Regions from separate parts of the Oryza sativa genome. Here region 1 is linked to region 2. A link is a contact called in public HiCAR-type data. All regions are on one chromosome and are shown on one strand. The core of a region is the stretch at or near the end of the contact, and the rest is flanking DNA. Distances in the headings are between cores, read along the strand shown. Region 1 holds the start of LOC4341232 (arogenate dehydrogenase 2, chloroplastic). Region 2 holds the start of LOC9271037.

Region 1 (4,087 bases), core at 82-2,581, 140 kb before region 2:
TATCACTCCACAATAATTAACTAATGAAGTCAAGCTAATGTAGTATTCCGATCTAGTCATGAAAGCATGTTGTTTTGGGTGTGCTTTAAATCAAACTTTAGAGCTTTAAACATCAATATCATTTCAAATATTTTTAACTGGTGGTGCTGCATGAAAATGATTTGTAGATTTTTCTCGGAGAGCACTTTCATAATATCCAAAGTTTATCATGTTTTACAAATAAATGACAATATAAAGAGTCTGGTCAAAGTTGTATCTTAGAGGCCTATCAGTGTCCAAAACACTAGTAACATGTTTCTCGACCAGAGAGAGCACCATTGTACTAATACTAGCGGTAGTGCAGTTACACATCCCACATCAAGCCAAATGTGTGTTGGCGTCGTGTGCTTGGCAGGACCTCGAATCAAAAAATGTCTAGTGTGTCGATGTCACTACCACAAAGTCACTAACCAACAAGACCAAAAGAATAGTACTATCCTCCGCCTTTCAAGACGGATGACTCCCCCTAGTTTAGAGTTTCTTCTAGTAGGTTGGTCGGTACGTGTTGGATGCTGATTAGTGTGGCTAATCTCCAATGACAGTGACATGGTCATATCGAATTGGAGGCAGCAAAATCTGATTCGAGAGATGGTGTTGGTGGCTACTAGCAACCAGTGCGATCAATGGACGATTGAATTGATGTGATGTGTTTGCTGGTGAAAGTGTTGGTGTATGTACCTCGAGGAGGAGGTTGCGGGGGAACTGCTTGACGGAGAGCACGTCGGCGACGAGGGTTCCGGGGCGGAGCTTGCGGAAGGGGATGGCGCGGACGACGGCCTCGGTGGAGAGGATGGAGCTGCAGACGAGCAGGACGTCGGGCCCGGCCTCGCAGAGCTCGTCGGCGGTGGCGAAGAAGCGGATCCCGTGGCGGGCGCAGTAGCCCGAGTAGTCGGATCTGGAGGTGGCCAGCACCGCGTGCCCCTGCCGCTGGATCCCCCCCGCGATGAACTGCCCGAAGTTGCCGAACCCGACGATCCCCACACGCAGCGCCCCCGCCGCCGCCGCCGTCGCCGGCGAGGCGGCCGCGGTGGTGGGCTCCGACGGCGACGGATCATGGCCAACGTGCTGCTTCTGCTGCAGCTGCTGCTGGGGAAGGCTGGGGAGTTGCCTGGTCGGGCGGAGGGGGGCGAGGGCGCAGAAGTTGGGGTAGTGGCGGCGGAGGAGCAAGGTGGGGTGGTGGGTGGAATGGCGCGGGGAGGACGCCATGATCGATCGAGAGAGCTCGGAGCGCTCAGCTCGAGTAGAATTTGGCTGCGATCGATGGATGGATGCGTGGGTGGGCGTGGCGCGGCGGAGGGAGGGAGGAGTTGGGAGTTGGTTTGGTTGATAGATCAGTCATCACTCATCAGTGAGTGTGGTAGGTGGTGGGGGCCACCCGTCTCGACCGCGGTTGGTCAAAATGGCGCGGCTGTTTTTCACCTGTGTCGTCCCCAATTTTATACAATTGGTCAACGTGGTCAAATTGTGTTTTTTTTTACTGTCCCCCGATTATAGAAAATAAGGGCCCACGACCGGGCTTATTGGGCTGGCAAAATGGGCTCGAGAGACCAATACGATTTTTTTTTGAGAGGAAAAGAACTTTCCATTAACTTAAGGACTCAGCAAAATCGCTGGTCACCAAGTCCTCCATGCCCGGAGGCATACTGTCCCATTGTTCAACAGTGTTCCGAGGACATTTACAACCCAAAGCTCCTAAAGCATGCGCTACTCTATTACATTCTCGTTTCGCAAAAACAAAGGAACAGAAAAGGAAATTACTTCCGATCAGCTTCTTCGATTCATAAAACAAGCCACCCGTTGCTGCAAGTCTGTGATCATCGGTATCCATTGCTTGCTTCAAGATAATGGAATCAGTTTCAAAAACGATATGGCCCATTCCTAGTGCATTCGCGGCCCTTGCTCCGGCCAAGCACGCCACAACTTCCGCCTGGAAAGCATCTAGCAGACAAGATATCTTACCAGCACTTGACAGGATAACCTCTCCCTCCGAATCCCGAATTACAAAACCCCATCCTCCTTCCCCTGTTTCAGCTATATAAGCTCCATCAGAGTTTATCTTCAGTTTACCCACAGCAGGTCTGCACCATCGTTGTTTTCTCCTTGTCACCTTATTTTGTTCAAAGCTGCATATGCTTTCAAAATCTGTTGCATTCTTCCCAACGAATTAATAACTCCACTTTTACTCCCTCGTAATATAGATCTAATCCAATTCGTATCCCTCAACTATAATATATGATATCTTGATTCTCTAACTATTAAAATTGATCTAATTTGACTCCCTCGACTGTTCTAAAAGTGGTTTTCGCTGACGTAGCACGTTTGCCTAGTCCAACTAGCACTGGGGAGTCTCAAAACCACTCTCAAAACCGCTTAGGAATTAAATTACAATGATTTTAATAATTAGGGGATCAAGATAGTTCAAGGACATAAATCAGATTGGCCAAGGAATCAAAGTGGACTTATCCCTTCCTTACTTCGGGTTGCAAATCTCGGCAACAACCAGGCCTACTGACGAATGGGCTATGGCCTACGGCCGCACGCAATCGATCCGCACTTCCATTTTCTATTTTTCACCCACACGGATTTCCTTTTCTAATTAAGGTCACTTCGTATACCAAAAGTTTATACATTCGATTCTGATTCAAATGATTTTATAGGGAATATAAAGTATTTTTAGATAGCTTCTCATGATGATACACACCCGGACTAGATTTAACATGTTCGCCCATTAGAAAATAAAAGATCATTTTGTGAGTAAACCTTTTAAATGCATGTCCTTATCGACTCAAAAGCAAATACTGTAAAATAAACTACGATGAAAAAAATCAAATTCAAAAATTTAAATTTTAGCTTATAAGTACTCCTTCCGTCCCTAACTATAAAGGATTTTGGTTGGATGTGATGTATTCTAATACAACGAATCTGGACATCAAGCCTGTCCAGATTCGTTTTACTAGGATGTGTCATATCCAACCAAAACCCCTTATATTTAGGAACGGAGGAGTAATAAGTATAATTCAAATAATGAGACCCTAGATGGCTAGATCTACCCACACGAACGAGATACACACGGACCATGCTTGCCCATTAGACCTACTAAATTCCCCAATAGGACAACATTTGTAATGGGAAAGCAGTACAATTGGATTCGGGGTTTTATTGGACTGAACTATTTCATGACCGAATACCGATTATGCCTTGGCCCTTGGCCAGCTCAAGTTGTACATAGGCGCATTTCCAGGGTAATGACTTTTGAGAGTGCAGTGACTAGGGGTGGACGTAGGATAAAAAATAACTGGGGGGCATGTATCTATATAACTCATAGAATAGTTAGAAAGCCAAGTAAATGTCACGCCCCGAACTAGTCCCGACCGGGACTAGCCCGTGACGCTCCAATTTAACCTGTTAATCGATACCAGTCCCAGGAAACAGTGCTGGTATCACAGGGAGACAGAATATCACAGCAACAGAGGTCTCTTTATTATAGAGTAGAAGTACAGTCATGTTGGGCTGCGGACAGATCCCGAGCTCATAACTGCATTACAAAAGGAAAGCGGAAGCCAGGACTTGGACCAATCATCACAGGCGCGACTTGGGAACTAGGTCGAAACCCTAAAACTCGTCGTAACCGGCTTGCTCCTGGAAGAACTCCTCATCAGCAGGATCCGCGTCATCTTCTTCAGCAACTGGGGGGGAATATTTATATAGAGCAAGGGTGAGTACGGGAGTACTCAGCAAGCCAGGGGAAATAAGTGTTTAATGCAGGCTTCAAGGGAAGGCTGTTGTTTTTGCAATTGATTTTATTTGAACTCTTTTCTGAAAACAACTAAGTGAGTGCTTCTCAAACGACACGGATGAGACAGTGCGTCTCGTCCGGTCGGAGTATGTGCAATGTATCAGTCTTTAGGATTGCAACAAGGTTGGCACCCAGCCAACAGCTTTTCAAACGGCCACCCGGGCAAACAACTTTTCAAACGGCCACCCGGGCCAACAACTTTTCAAACGGCCACCCGGGCCTAGCTGATCCCATCAGCTGCAGATTTTTCAA
Region 2 (4,171 bases), core at 1,035-3,534:
CCGAAGTGCTGACCGTACCGTGCCGGCCCGATCGCCTTGGGCCGTGCCTCGCCCGTGCCTGGGCCGGGCGGACCTTATGGCCATCTATAGCTGGGGTCCCTTTTATAAAATTCTGGATTTATTATTTGGGAGGACTGTAATAGAAAACGTAAGGGCTGAAATAGAAAATTTCGTGTCAGTATTGCTAGGGATGCATGTGTTGTAGGATGAGTTTGTTTGAGTAGTTATATCCAACGTGGAAACAATTTGAGTAGTTATATCCAACGTGGAAACACTTTTTTCACAAGGCCATTCAGTTTGTGTAGCTTGCATTGTTAATGGCCTTATGGGTTATATCTTGTGATATCTCTGCTGGCTAGAGATAGCATAAGTTCATCTAAAACGATTATAAGTCATACCACTTATTTGCTACCAAACAATAATTTATAATCAGAAAACCTAGACAACGGTATCCCGTTGGAACTGGATACCCTTCTATGAGACAGTACCTGCTACCTGATACATGTTATGGTACCAGCTGCATGGTACCTCTGATACCTGTGATATTGCTATTAAAGAATTAATTAATCCACCCACAAATCATCATTCACATGGGGCGTACGTACGTTAACTCTAACCTCGCAAAAGATGGAGCTAGCGGCGCGACGTTGTTTGCTGCATGGAGTAGACGCTACGACACCAGCTAACTAGCCATGCTCCCCTTATCTAGCACTAGATAGATTACTACTACTATTCCTATCAGTCACCTGGCCGGCCGCTTCATGGGAACTCACCATGATAATCGATTTGGTTAATTTTTCCTTGAAAATGTTAGTAATTGATTTGATTATATTGTGGCTAGCCAGTTTAGTAGTGGTTTAGTTCAATTGGCCTCCCTTAATCCGCACGCTTAAGATCGGAAGGGCGCCGGAAAGCATCACATCACCAAGCTAGCTTGATCTGCTCCTGCCTCCAAGAAACTGCGAGAGCTACTACTGCTTGACATGCAGCCTAAGCATAGCTTAATCTTAGCTTAATGATGTCACCCTCACCCATGGTGGAATGCAGGACCAGCTAGTCATTGTTGTTTCTGGAACAAGTGGATCATTACCTGTATTAATCACTATATTTTTTCTCCTTTAAAGAAACGACTAAAGCATCCTCTCTGTTTTTTTTCTTTTTCTTGCGTTGTGTGCATTTGTGTGTGCTAAGCTCACATGGACAAGAGAGATTGAATCGATAAATGCAGTGACAGACCGGAAGATTTAGTACCGGTTCAGACATGATCAGACGGCCTCAAGAACGAGCGGGAATTAACACTTGAGAGTCATCTGTATGATCGTATTCAGATGATGTTCTGAGTTAGTATCAGATCAGATGGTTTAACAACAAAAACAATAACAGAGAAGATGTTCGTAAGAACAATGGCAAACAAAAGAAACTCCTTTCTGAAGTTCACTCAGGTTCAGAGCAAAGAGCAGTTAAAGAAGATCGGAGTTTACAGAGCTGGAATGTCCAAGAGATTGTAGTGTAAGCACTCATTTTCGGAGGACAAAAGTTTTTTTCCGCCTTTTTACAAATTCAAGAACAGGGGAGAAGCCGAGAAGGTGACGAATCGAAACAAGAACTAACTCATCATCCTATTCTTGAATGAGCTCTTGGAACTGGATCTTCATTTGTTGATCGAACAAGTCCAGCACCGGGCAGGCAGGAACGAACACGGCCGTCTTCGTCGTCGTCGTCGTCGACGATCACGGGCTCCCGTCGCCGCCGCCGCACACGAAGAACTCCGCGTCGGCGGCGGCGGCCGGCATGTCGTTGTGGCACGCCGACGATCCCGACGGCGGCACGAACCCACGGGGCAGCATCGCCGAGAACGCCCACGCGCCGGTGCCTCCTCCTCCTCCTCCCCGGCCGCGCCGCCCCGCCGTCCTCCTCCACCTCGCCGCGCCGTTCTTGCCCATGCCCATTCCAGGCCGCCCCGGCGCCGCCGCTTCCTGCGATCCCTGCTGTACCCAGCTCGCCGCGGCAACGTCCGGCGCCAGCGCCGGCGCTCGCGCCACCTGATCCGCCTCGGCTCGGACGGAGAGGGAGGAGACCAGCAGGAGGAGGAGAACAGCGACGAGCAGCGCGGCGCGGGAGGAAGCCATCATAGACGAGGAGGTGTACGTGGTTGCATGCGAGGAGATGAGGAGAGGATTTGGCTTTGGTTTTCTGATCTCTGGGGTGAAATGCCAAAGAAAAAAGAGGGAGAAAAAAAAACTCTTGGATTTGAAGAGGGATTACTCTTGACTTAGCTGCACCTGTTACTTATATAGCCTCTTTTGCTCAGTGTGTCTCTCTCAGCAGGGTTTTTTTTTTTTTTGCCTTTTTGGGAGAAAGAGAAGGTTTTGACTGACCTGGTTCTCTGGGCCGGGGGGCAGAGAATGGCTTAGATTCAGGCTCGATTGAATCTAACAATGGGATTGTGGGAAGAGGGGTCTTAAATAATGGGGAAAATCTTATCAAAAGAAAGAAAATACTAGTCAACTACTACCTCCGTTTCATATTATAAGTTTCTAAGTTAAACTTCTTTAGCTTTCATCAAATTTATAAAAAATATAACAATATTTTCAACATAAATAAAACTATCAAAATATATTCAATGCTAAACTTAATAAAACTATAATTATCTTGTTATATTTTTCTATAATTTAATAAAAATCAAAAAGTCAAAGCAATTTATAATATATGAAACGAAGGGAGTACACAGAAAATAGTCAAGTATCTCTGATATCTACGATGATGCAGTATACCAGACAAGTAAAAAGTTCACAACATTAGAGAGAAATTTCTAGAATTTCATATACATATAGTGGAAGTGCACAATTTTTGCATTTAGTTGTTTCAGGTAGTCTTCTTCACATTACTTTGTTTCGGTTATGCTGAAGGTGCAAGCGCACAAGCTACTATATGTGTACACCACACTTACACACCTAATACACGCTAAAAGGATGAAGATTGGTGGTAAATCCCTAGTCTCATTCTTTTGCACATTGTCTGTTCGAGCCTTCGAGGCGCGGGTTCGATTCTCCCAATCGAGAGTAATGCGTTAAACATTATCAATTCTAAAATCATGAGTTTCCTTTCATATGGTTATTTTAACATTTAATTTAATAAATTGATTAATTGATACAATTATATATGTGCATAGTGGAGGTAGCCTCAAGATAGGATAAGGCACCATCCGACTTCCATAACAGCTTAACAAACCAATTAGCATGTCATTCTTGTAATCATACTGGGCCCAGACAGTAGAGACTAACATCATCAACTGCCACTTCTCTCTCTCTCTCTTTTTCTTCACAACAATTAGATTAGGTGAGAGTGGTAAAAAGGTCGAGGCCTTTTTTGCATTGTACTACGAATCATAGAGAAACTTCAGAGGAAAGGAATTCTCTAATATAATAAAGTTTCCCATGGTTGAAGGATGAGAATAGATTAAGGTCAAACAATTGGAGTTAAAGACTTTCAAGATCTAACTTACACTGAATTACTGTCCGGCAACATTTGCTCTGCAGTGATTGGCCAACAATTTGGATGCAAGTACCAAAAAGTACTGACAGAGTAATATGACTTCCCATCACTTTTTATAGTGATATGTTTTCATGCAGTAATTACAATATGGATGAAATTGTTTGTATTCTTCACATGAAAATGAATCAACATATCAGCCATTAAAACTACTTCAGTACAATTTTAAATAAGTTTTGTTGACATGATGTTAGAAACGAGTGTTGTAGTGTATGCCTTCAAGACAGCATCAAATAGCCAGAGCAAAAGGCAAACGACAATGACTTAAAAGATGCACGGTGTTTGGACCAGTTTGTTACTCTTGCAAGCTGAAAACTTGAGTTTTAATTTCCAGCCAGCAGGCAGGCTGCCAAAATTCTTGAATGCCCTGATGTCCATGTAGTTATAAATTTAAGGATGTACTTAGATTACTTTTGCCGGCTGCTACCGGTGCAAAAGCCAGCTAATCAAGCTGACACCACAGAAGAGTCATCAAATGATCTCGATCTGTTCTCATCAGGATTGAAGTACAGTCCAAAAGAAAAAAACAAGTAAACTTCCTGATAATAACATGAAAAACCTGAATTCCTGTAAAAAAATTGTAATCACAAGTTGTACAAACAAATTCAGTATCGTTGTT

Evidence for each region. HiCAR-type assays count read pairs that join an accessible place to other places.
Region 1: a HiCAR-type map of leaf shows a contact between it and region 2, with 2.1 times the contacts expected there. The contact joins the promoter of LOC4341232 here to the promoter of LOC9271037 in region 2. A contact is called at or near these places in 2 of 15 Hi-C or Micro-C datasets (leaf mesophyll and an unstated tissue) and 1 of 4 datasets of contacts at active chromatin or transcription factors (leaf).

Annotation. Positions count from the first base shown.
Region 1 is chr6:21,255,114-21,259,200 of ASM3414082v1, reverse strand. It overlaps LOC4341232 (arogenate dehydrogenase 2, chloroplastic), which reads right to left and starts at 1,331. Exons shown (of 6, transcript XM_015786457.3): 1 at 718-1,331. The coding sequence starts at 1,245.
Region 2 is chr6:21,120,288-21,124,458 of ASM3414082v1, reverse strand. It overlaps LOC9271037, which reads right to left and starts at 2,284. Exons shown (of 1, transcript XM_015787330.3): 1 at 1,316-2,284. The coding sequence starts at 2,132. The coding sequence ends at 1,731.